Regions from separate parts of the Rattus norvegicus genome. Here region 2 is linked to region 1. The links are chromatin contacts, called in public Hi-C maps. All regions are on one chromosome and are shown on one strand. The core of a region is the stretch at or near the end of the contact, and the rest is flanking DNA. Distances in the headings are between cores, read along the strand shown. Region 1 overlaps Pex14 (peroxisomal biogenesis factor 14). Region 2 holds the start of Cenps (centromere protein S).

The links. A called contact is a pair of places that touch in the nucleus more often than the background predicts.
Region 2: a contact with region 1 is called in a Hi-C map of liver, with 14 times the contacts expected there. The contact joins the promoter of Cenps here to the enhancer-like site in region 1. A contact is called at or near these places in 6 of 12 Hi-C or Micro-C datasets (Schwann cells, kidney, liver and 2 more).

The regions. Positions count from the first base shown.
Region 1 is chr5:164,794,778-164,798,701 of GRCr8, reverse strand. Pex14 (peroxisomal biogenesis factor 14) reads left to right here. Exons shown (of 9, transcript NM_172063.1): 2 at 2,240-2,287. Among named protein-coding and RNA genes, the nearest start is that of Pex14, 23 kb to the left of the region's middle. Within about 2 kb of position 1,886, at least 8 of the 93 cell types and tissues checked have an H3K27ac peak or open chromatin away from gene starts, as enhancers often do. A contact at or near this core is called in Schwann cells and liver, where this site is marked.
Region 2 is chr5:164,854,554-164,858,477 of GRCr8, reverse strand. It overlaps Cenps (centromere protein S), which reads left to right and starts at 1,852. Exons shown (of 5, transcript NM_001204879.1): 1 at 1,852-1,929. The coding sequence starts at 1,882.

The DNA of each region.
Region 1 (3,924 bases), core at 637-3,136:
TTGCTCTCCTCTGTCCCTTCTCTTCCCTGGCTCTTTTCCTGACTTTTTCTTTCTTTTTCCCCCTTGACCCTTCTTTTTCTTTTTGAGGACGGGTCTCGTGCTGCTTAGGGCTGGCCTATGGTTTATAAGCTCTTGCTGTAGTCTTCGGAGTGCTAGAAGCCACATATAGTTTGCCAACACATTCAGCTTCTTTTAAAAAAAGTTTGAAATTTGTGTTGTGTGTGCATGTATGCTTTAGCTGGCTCTGAACAACGTTCAAGTGTCTGTGGGGAGAGGAAGGAACAGCTTGTGCAAAACCCCTCAACAAAGAAAGCAAAACCAGCATGACTGTTAGGGATAAACCAGCGTGTCTGTTAGGGATAAACCAGCGTGTCCGTTAGGGATGAGCTTGGGGTTCAGCAACACAAGAGTCTTGACGTGCGGTTAGAGTAGGTGCGAGGCTTCCAAGACCACACGGAGGACGTTTTTTCTTGTCTTCTGAGAACAGCAAGGAGCTATTGATGATGCTATGGGGCGGGTGAGTCAGTAAGTAAGGAGATGACTGAGTTGTCCTTTATAAATGATTGGTTTCCCTAGGAAGCGCAAGGCCCTGGGTTCGGTCCCCAGCTCCGAAAAAAAGAACCAAAAAAAAAAAAATAATAAATAAATAAATGATTGGTTTCTGTGTTGTGGAAAGTGACTTGGAAGAGGCCAGCACGAGTCCAGGTAAACTGACTAGAAAGCATTTGCAAGTGACTCTGGAAGCTTGGACCAAAGTGATGGCAGCGGAGATAAAGAGAAGTTGAGGTTGACTTCATGGCTACTTAGAAGAGAAGATTGCAGGAAGAGTTGATGGGTACCTCTGGGGGAACTCTTGAGGAAAGCCTTCTGTATGTAGAACTGGAAGAGGGCGGGCAGTCATTGCAGTCAGGGGGGTCTGCAGGACTTGAAGTCTAAGGGGAGGCAGGAAGGAGGCCTGGCAGGGTGGCACGGGGAAAGGTCACTGGGGTGTGAGGACTGACCTCCAGTTATAGCTGCCTGGTCTTCTGCTCTTGGGGTGGTGGAGCTCTTAGGATAGGCCAAAGAGAGGCCTTGGCTCCGTGTCAGGTGCCTTTTGTGTGGTGGCAGGCAGCGGTGAGGTAAGGCGATCTTTAGGAACCTTCTCTAGGGGGTTGGGGATTTAGCTCAGTGGTAGAGCGCTTGCCTACCAAGCCCAAGGCCCTGGGTTCGGTCCCCAGCTCTGAAAAAAAAAAAAAAAAAAAAAAAAAAGGAACCTTCTCTAGACTCTTTCCTCTCCCCACTCCGCCCTTTCCATAGGAGGCTGGAACAGGCCATCTGAACTAGCTGGGAGGCTGGATGGAGGTCGGCTCCTGGGACACACGCATTAGCTGCCCTCGTCTGCCTGACGTTATCTGTAGAAAATTGACTTTTGTGTGGGTAACCAGCTCAGCTGGCCGCTTGTCCTATCCTTCTGGAGGTTTGTGTCTTGCTTCAGCTGTTGTTCTTGCTCTGGGTTTTGTCCAGTGCAGTGTAGGGTTGAAGGTGTGAGAGGAGGCTGAGGAGCCTGGCCTGCAGGTCACAGTGCTGTTTGCTGCTCGTAGGCTGGTCTGTATTTCTCAGCTTGACACTGGATTATTTCTGTGAAAGACTTAACCCCAGAGTAGGTTCTTAGTGATGGGCGCTCTAATCCGGTGCAGAAGCCGGGAAGGGGTAGTGGTTGTGGTACATTCCTTTGATCCCAGCACTGGGGAGGCAGAGACAAGAGGGTCAGGGATTTAAGGTTACATTTAGCTGTACAGTGAGTTTCAGGTCAGTTTGGGCTACACGGAGACCCTGTCACAGAAGTGAAACAATCCAAAGTGGCATTTGGCTTCACAGAGAGAAAACCCCCCTAGTGTGGGTTGCTGCTGCCCCCCTGTGGCTGCCTTTGGTTCTACACTTTTGATCTGCTCTGTAGTTCTGAGAAGGTGGTAGAAAAACGTGTAGATCATTCTTAGGTCTTCTCTGGTCTTTTTTTTTTTGTCATGGCCCCAATCCCTCCTGATTATATCTGACCCTTAGTCCTCCCGAGAATAAACAAGCCCTGTTTATGAGGGGCTATGACAGTGAACCCAGAAACAGTCTGCAGATTAAGGTTCACATCACAGCTCCTTCTACAGGAGCCTGCTGAGAACAGAGAGGACCTGAGCGCACTGCTTGTTTTTCTGATGTCCATGAGGTGGCACTGTGATCTTATTTTTGTTTCTGTTTTTCTTTGCAGCCCAGCTCTTCTCCAGGAAGTGAAAATGTGGTGCCTCGAGAGCCTCTGGTAAGTATGAGAGACACACAGGGTTCTTTTCTAGTAATCAGAATCCTTAGGCGATGCCTTGCCCATGACCTCTGGCTTGTGACTTCTGTTTATCAGAAGGGAGCGACAAGACCTCTTGGGTCTTTTCTGGAACTGAGAGCAGCCACAGTGGCAGTCATGTGGCACTTTGCTGCTGATGGTAGAATTAAGTGACACAAGGTTGATTCTTGTCAGCTTCCAATTGTTGGAAACCTGAAATAACTAGTCTTTGCTTCTCAGTGAAGCCCCCCGGGTGGCTTTAAGGAACTGGTAAGAGGAGGGGTTCGGGGGTTGTCTGGTCTGTGGTTCTGTCTTTGATAGGTGGCACCCATGGTATTGTAGACTCTTGATAGGAAAGAAGCCTACTGAGGGCTGAAGGGCCTTTTCTTTTTTTAAACAAGGAGGGCCACCCTCTATAGCTCAGTCTGTCCTTGAATTCACTATGTAGCCTAGGCTGGCTTCATGCTCACAGTTGTCCTGGCATGACTTCACAAGTGCTAGGATGAGAAGACAGTCACTACCGCTTTCAGCTAAGTAACTCTCTTTGTAGAGTGTTTTTGTTTTGGTGGTCTGAACCAGAGTCCCTGCCTGCCTGCCTGCCTGCCTGCCCTGTTTTCATTGTTTGGCATCTCAGGACTTGATGTAAATCGTGTGGGCTGGGTAGTAAGACCGGTTCTGTGCAAACCAGATCAGTTTTAGGGGAGCGCCAGCCTTGGGTTTAGCATTGCCAAGCCTTTCTCTCGTGGAGTGGTGGGAACTGGTGACCTGGGACTCGCTGCCACTGCTGGGCCTTTGTCTCACGGCCTGGCAATCTCCTGCTTTCTTCTCTCTTCCTTGGCTGAGCTGGAGAGGGAGATGCGAGGTCCTGTCTGGAATGAACAGGGCCAGGTTCTAGCATGTTCTAAGGCTTTCTAGGCAGAGGGTGAGATGGATCTGGCTGGGCTACAGATAGAGCCAGAGGACACAAGTACCTCTCAGACTTTTCCAGGGGAGTGGCGGTGCTATTCACGCCCCTTTCTGTCACCAGAGATAGGCTCATCCCTGCATGGCTGTCTGAGGCACCTCTCCTCACTCTCTTCCTTTGCCTGGCTCTTCATAGATGCTTTGCTCTGCCAGGCTTGTGTGCCTCCAAGGTCTGCCTCCAAGCCCTTCAGAGAGAAGTTGTGATTTAACTGAAGTCCAGCCTGAACACAGTGGTGCTTTTCTGTCCCCTACTGCTGCAGGCTCTTTAGAAGCTTCCTGACTTGGCTTTGCATCCTCAAAGTGAGGCCAGGCTGTCTTTTGGGGCCATGACTGGAAAAGCTCTTTGGAAGCCTGGAGTCTCTGATGCTGGCTAACTCCTGGGTGTGTGGAGCTCTGCAGGCCTGTTCTGTGTAGGATCTGAATGTGGCTCCTTCCGCTGCACTGCGCGTCTGCCTGTTGGTTGGTTAGGTTATTTCTTTCTTTTCTGGGAGCCCCTGAGCAGTCTTCAAACCCTGGTAGCCTGTGATCGTCCAGAGTTCAGACTCATTCTCTCCAGGCCAACTCTACAATTACCTTATATTTAATTAATATTTTTTCTCCTCTTTACGTACGTACTGCATAATTGCTCAGAGGAAAGAAAACACATAGCAGCAATT
Region 2 (3,924 bases), core at 603-3,102, 60 kb before region 1:
TGACAAGAGATCCTACCTTTTTCTTCTTCCTTGCGTTCCTTGCCCAGAAAGTCTAAAGTCCCGCCCCTGTCTCCCTGCCCAGCCATTGGCTGCCGACAACTTTACTCACCAATTAGAGCCAACCAGGAGCAGGGACCCACGGCGTCTTACCTGTAGGCGTACGAATTCCAGTAAATTTTTTTTAAAAAGATTTATTTATTTAATGTATACGAGTACACTGTCCCTGTCTTCAGACACACCAGAAGAGGGCATCAGATCCCATTACAGATGGCTGTGAGCCACCATGTGGTTGCTGGGAATTGAACTCAGGACCTCTGGAAGAGCAGTCAGTGCTCTTAATCGCTGAGCCATCTCTCCAGCCCCCAATAAAAATTTTAAAAAATTTAACATAATATAAATAAACCAAACCTACACACTTTGTGGTATTTCTTAAGATTAACAACCTTATACGGAACATGACAGGATATGTGACCAGCATGGCCTTTCTCTGAGTCAAGCTATTTTTCTGCTTCAATGACTGGCAGGCACGGAACAAAATGGCTACAGCTATGCTGGGGGCGGGGCCGACCTCAGCAGATTTTTTTTTTTTTTAAACGTATGAGTGTTTTGTCTGCACGCATGAATGTGGCTCTTGGAGGTCAGAAGAGGGCATTGAATCCCCTGAGAAACAGTAATCAAGGACAGGTGCGAACCACCACGTGGGTGCCATGAACCAAATCCAGGTCCTTCCTCTGCAGGAACAGAGGGTGTTAGCGCTGAGCCACTGTCTTAGTCAGGGTTTCTATTCCTGCACAAACATCACAACCAAGAAGCAAGCTGGGGAGGAAAGGGTTTATTCAGCTTACACTTCCACATTGCTGTTTATCACCAAAGGAAGTCAGGACTGGAACTCACACAGGACAGGAATCAGGAGCTGATGCAGAGGCCATGGAGGGATGTTACTTACTGGCTTGCTTCCCCTGGCTTGCTCAGCCTGCTCTCTTACAGAACCCAGGACCACCAGCCCAGGGACGGCACCACCCACCATGGGCTGGGTCCCACCCTTGATCACTGATTGAGAAAATGCCTTACAGCTGGGTCTCATGGAGGCATTTCCTCAAGGGAGGCTCCTTTCTCTGCAATAACTCCAGCTTGTGTCAAGTTGATACAGAAAACAACTTTCTGGTGTCAGTTCTCCTCTGTGGGTTCTGGGGATCAAACTCAGGGCCCCAGGCTGGCAGGTGAAGGTGCTTTGTCCCACAAAGTCATCTTGCCAGCCCAATGCTTTATCATGTGTTAATTATGGGCTATACACTCTAGGGGTTTTTAAAAAATATTTTATTTTATTTTATTTTATTTTATTTTATTTTATTTTATTTTATTTTATTTTGAGGCAGGGTCTCATGATGTAGCCCTGGCTGGTCTTGAACTCACAGAGACCCACCTGCCTAGGACTCCTGAGTGGTGGACTCAAAAGGGTCCCAACACATAAATGTTTTTAATTAAACACTTTTTATTTACTTATTATTTCTTTATTAAGCATATGTATATATGGGTGTGCATCTGCAGGCAGGTACCGATGGAGACCAAAAGAGGATATTATGTCCCCTTGAGATGGAATTACAAGAACTTCGTGAGCCACCTGATGTGGGTGGTGCGTTCTCCTTGCTCTCAGCTACCTCCAGTGAGCCACCTCTTACAGAAGGTTAAGCCAGTGGCAGGCCTCGAGACGCCCTGGGGGTCACACCAACGCTAGCAAGACTCTACCGCGAGCCGTAGCCAGGGGGCGCGCGCGGGACGGGAAAGAGGCGCTTCGCGCTTTGACCCTCGGCGCCGCCCGTCGCAGAGGTAGAGCGGGAAAGTCGGAGGACCGTGGCGCTCCTCCCGGGGCTGTCCGCAGTGATGGAGGAGGTGGAGGCTGAGGAGCAGCAGCAGTACTCTCACCGGCAGGTACAAAATAAACGGGGGTCCCAGCAGGGTAGGACGGCGAGTTCCTGGGGAGGGAAATGCCCCAAGTCGCTAGACGGCCTCGGCGTGCACGCATGCGTCACTCGGCTGCAAGGAGGGGGTGGGGTTCGCCCGGACCCTGCTTCCAGCCTGTCTGAGTCAGGGTTTCCCAGCGCTGAGGGTCGGGTGTGGGCGCTGAAGGGAGAAGATGAGGCTTGGAGGAGCGTTTGCCCAGCCTACGGGAATCCGTGGGTTCGAGTCCCACCACCACACAGACCGGTCTTGATGGTGAATGATGTGACCCCCAGCACGGGACGGGGTGTGTGTGGAAGCGAGGGGATTGGGGTAGAGGCAGAGGCAAGTTTAGGGGCATCTTCAGCGACAAACCTGAGTTCAAAGCCAACCAGGATTACAGGAGGGCCTGGTGGTGGTGGTACATGCCTTTTAATTCCAGACTGAGGAGGGCGCATCTCAGAGTTTGAGGCTAGCCTGGTCTACAAAGCGAGTTCCACGACAGCTAAGGGTACACAGAGAAATCCTGTCTCGAAAGAAAACAGCTTCAGAAGCTGAGGCAGGAGGATTATAAGTTTCAGATCAATTAAGTACCTCGAGAGACCCTGTCTCAAGAGCAAGGGAGGGCAGTGTGTGGGCGCTCAGGCCTTTAATTTGAGGAGTCAGAGCAAGCAGATGTCTGAGCTTGAGGCTAGCCTGGTCTACGTAGTGAGATCTGTCGATAAAGAGCAGAGGATCCGAGCAGTTCACTAGGACCAGGAAAACGCCCACTATTCTATGCTGCAGAGCCCGGATCCAGCCAGTGGCAGGCTGCCCTGGAACCCACCCAACGGCATGGGTTGTAATTTCGGGTCCTGTAGTTGGTTAACGGTGGCCCAAATATAGTTTTCTCCTTTGCCGAGTTGGAATGGGGATAACGACTGCTCAGGGCGGTGCCAGAGCCAATATTCAGTTGTTTGATGACTCAGAGCTGGGGTCTCAGCTGGGAATGAGTGAGCTAAGGGTTGGGGGTTTCTTCTTAGGTATCTGCGTCCCAGCAGCTCTCTGCCCTGCACTCATATTTTAAGAAATTCAGACATTTCAGACATTGCTAGAGTCGAGCCATGAACACCCAAGTGGCCCATCTGCGTTCATTTGGTGGTTGCTTTTATCTCAGTGGTTCTCAACCTGTGTGTTGCGACCCCAATTAGATATCCTGCATATCTGATCATTATGATTCATGACAATAGCAAAGTTACAGTTCTGAAGTAGCAGTGAAATAATTTTGTGATTTATGTATTAAAATTAAATAAAAGTTAAAACAATTTTATTATATGAAGAACTGAATTAAAGGATCGGAGCCTTAGGAAGGTAGAGAACAGGAGAGGAGCTGGAGAGAAGGCTCAGTGGTTAAGAGCACCGCTCTTCCCGAGGTCCTGAGTTCAATTCCCAGCAACCACACAGTGGCTCACGACCATTTATAATGGGATCTGATGCCCTCTTCTGGTGTGTCTGAAGACAGCTACAGTATACTCATATATAATAAATAAATTAATCTTAAAAAAAAAAAAAAGGGAAGAGAACTACTGCTCATCAAGCACAAGTCCCAGGACTGCGCCCTGACCCTCCTTAGATTGATTGGCCGACCCATTTTAACCTGCTGGAGGCTCTAGGTTCAGGTGAAGCCTGGCACAGGCCTTTGATCCCAGATCCCTGGGAGGCAGAGGCAGGCAGATCTCCAGCCTGGTCTGCAGAGTGAGTTCCAGGCCAAACCAGTGTTACAGGGAGACCCTGTCTAGGAAATAAAATCAGATGACAACATAGGTCAAGTTCAGGGTGGCATATTAAAGCCTGTGTCTCCTGCAGACCAGGAAGGGTCTTCTGCTCCCTAACGTGCTTCTGATGGTTTGTTGTATTTCACAAGTGTGCTTAGTTGTTGAGCTTCTTGTTTTTGTTTTTTTCCGGAGCTGAGGATCGAACCCAGAGCCTTGCGCTTGCTAGGCAAGC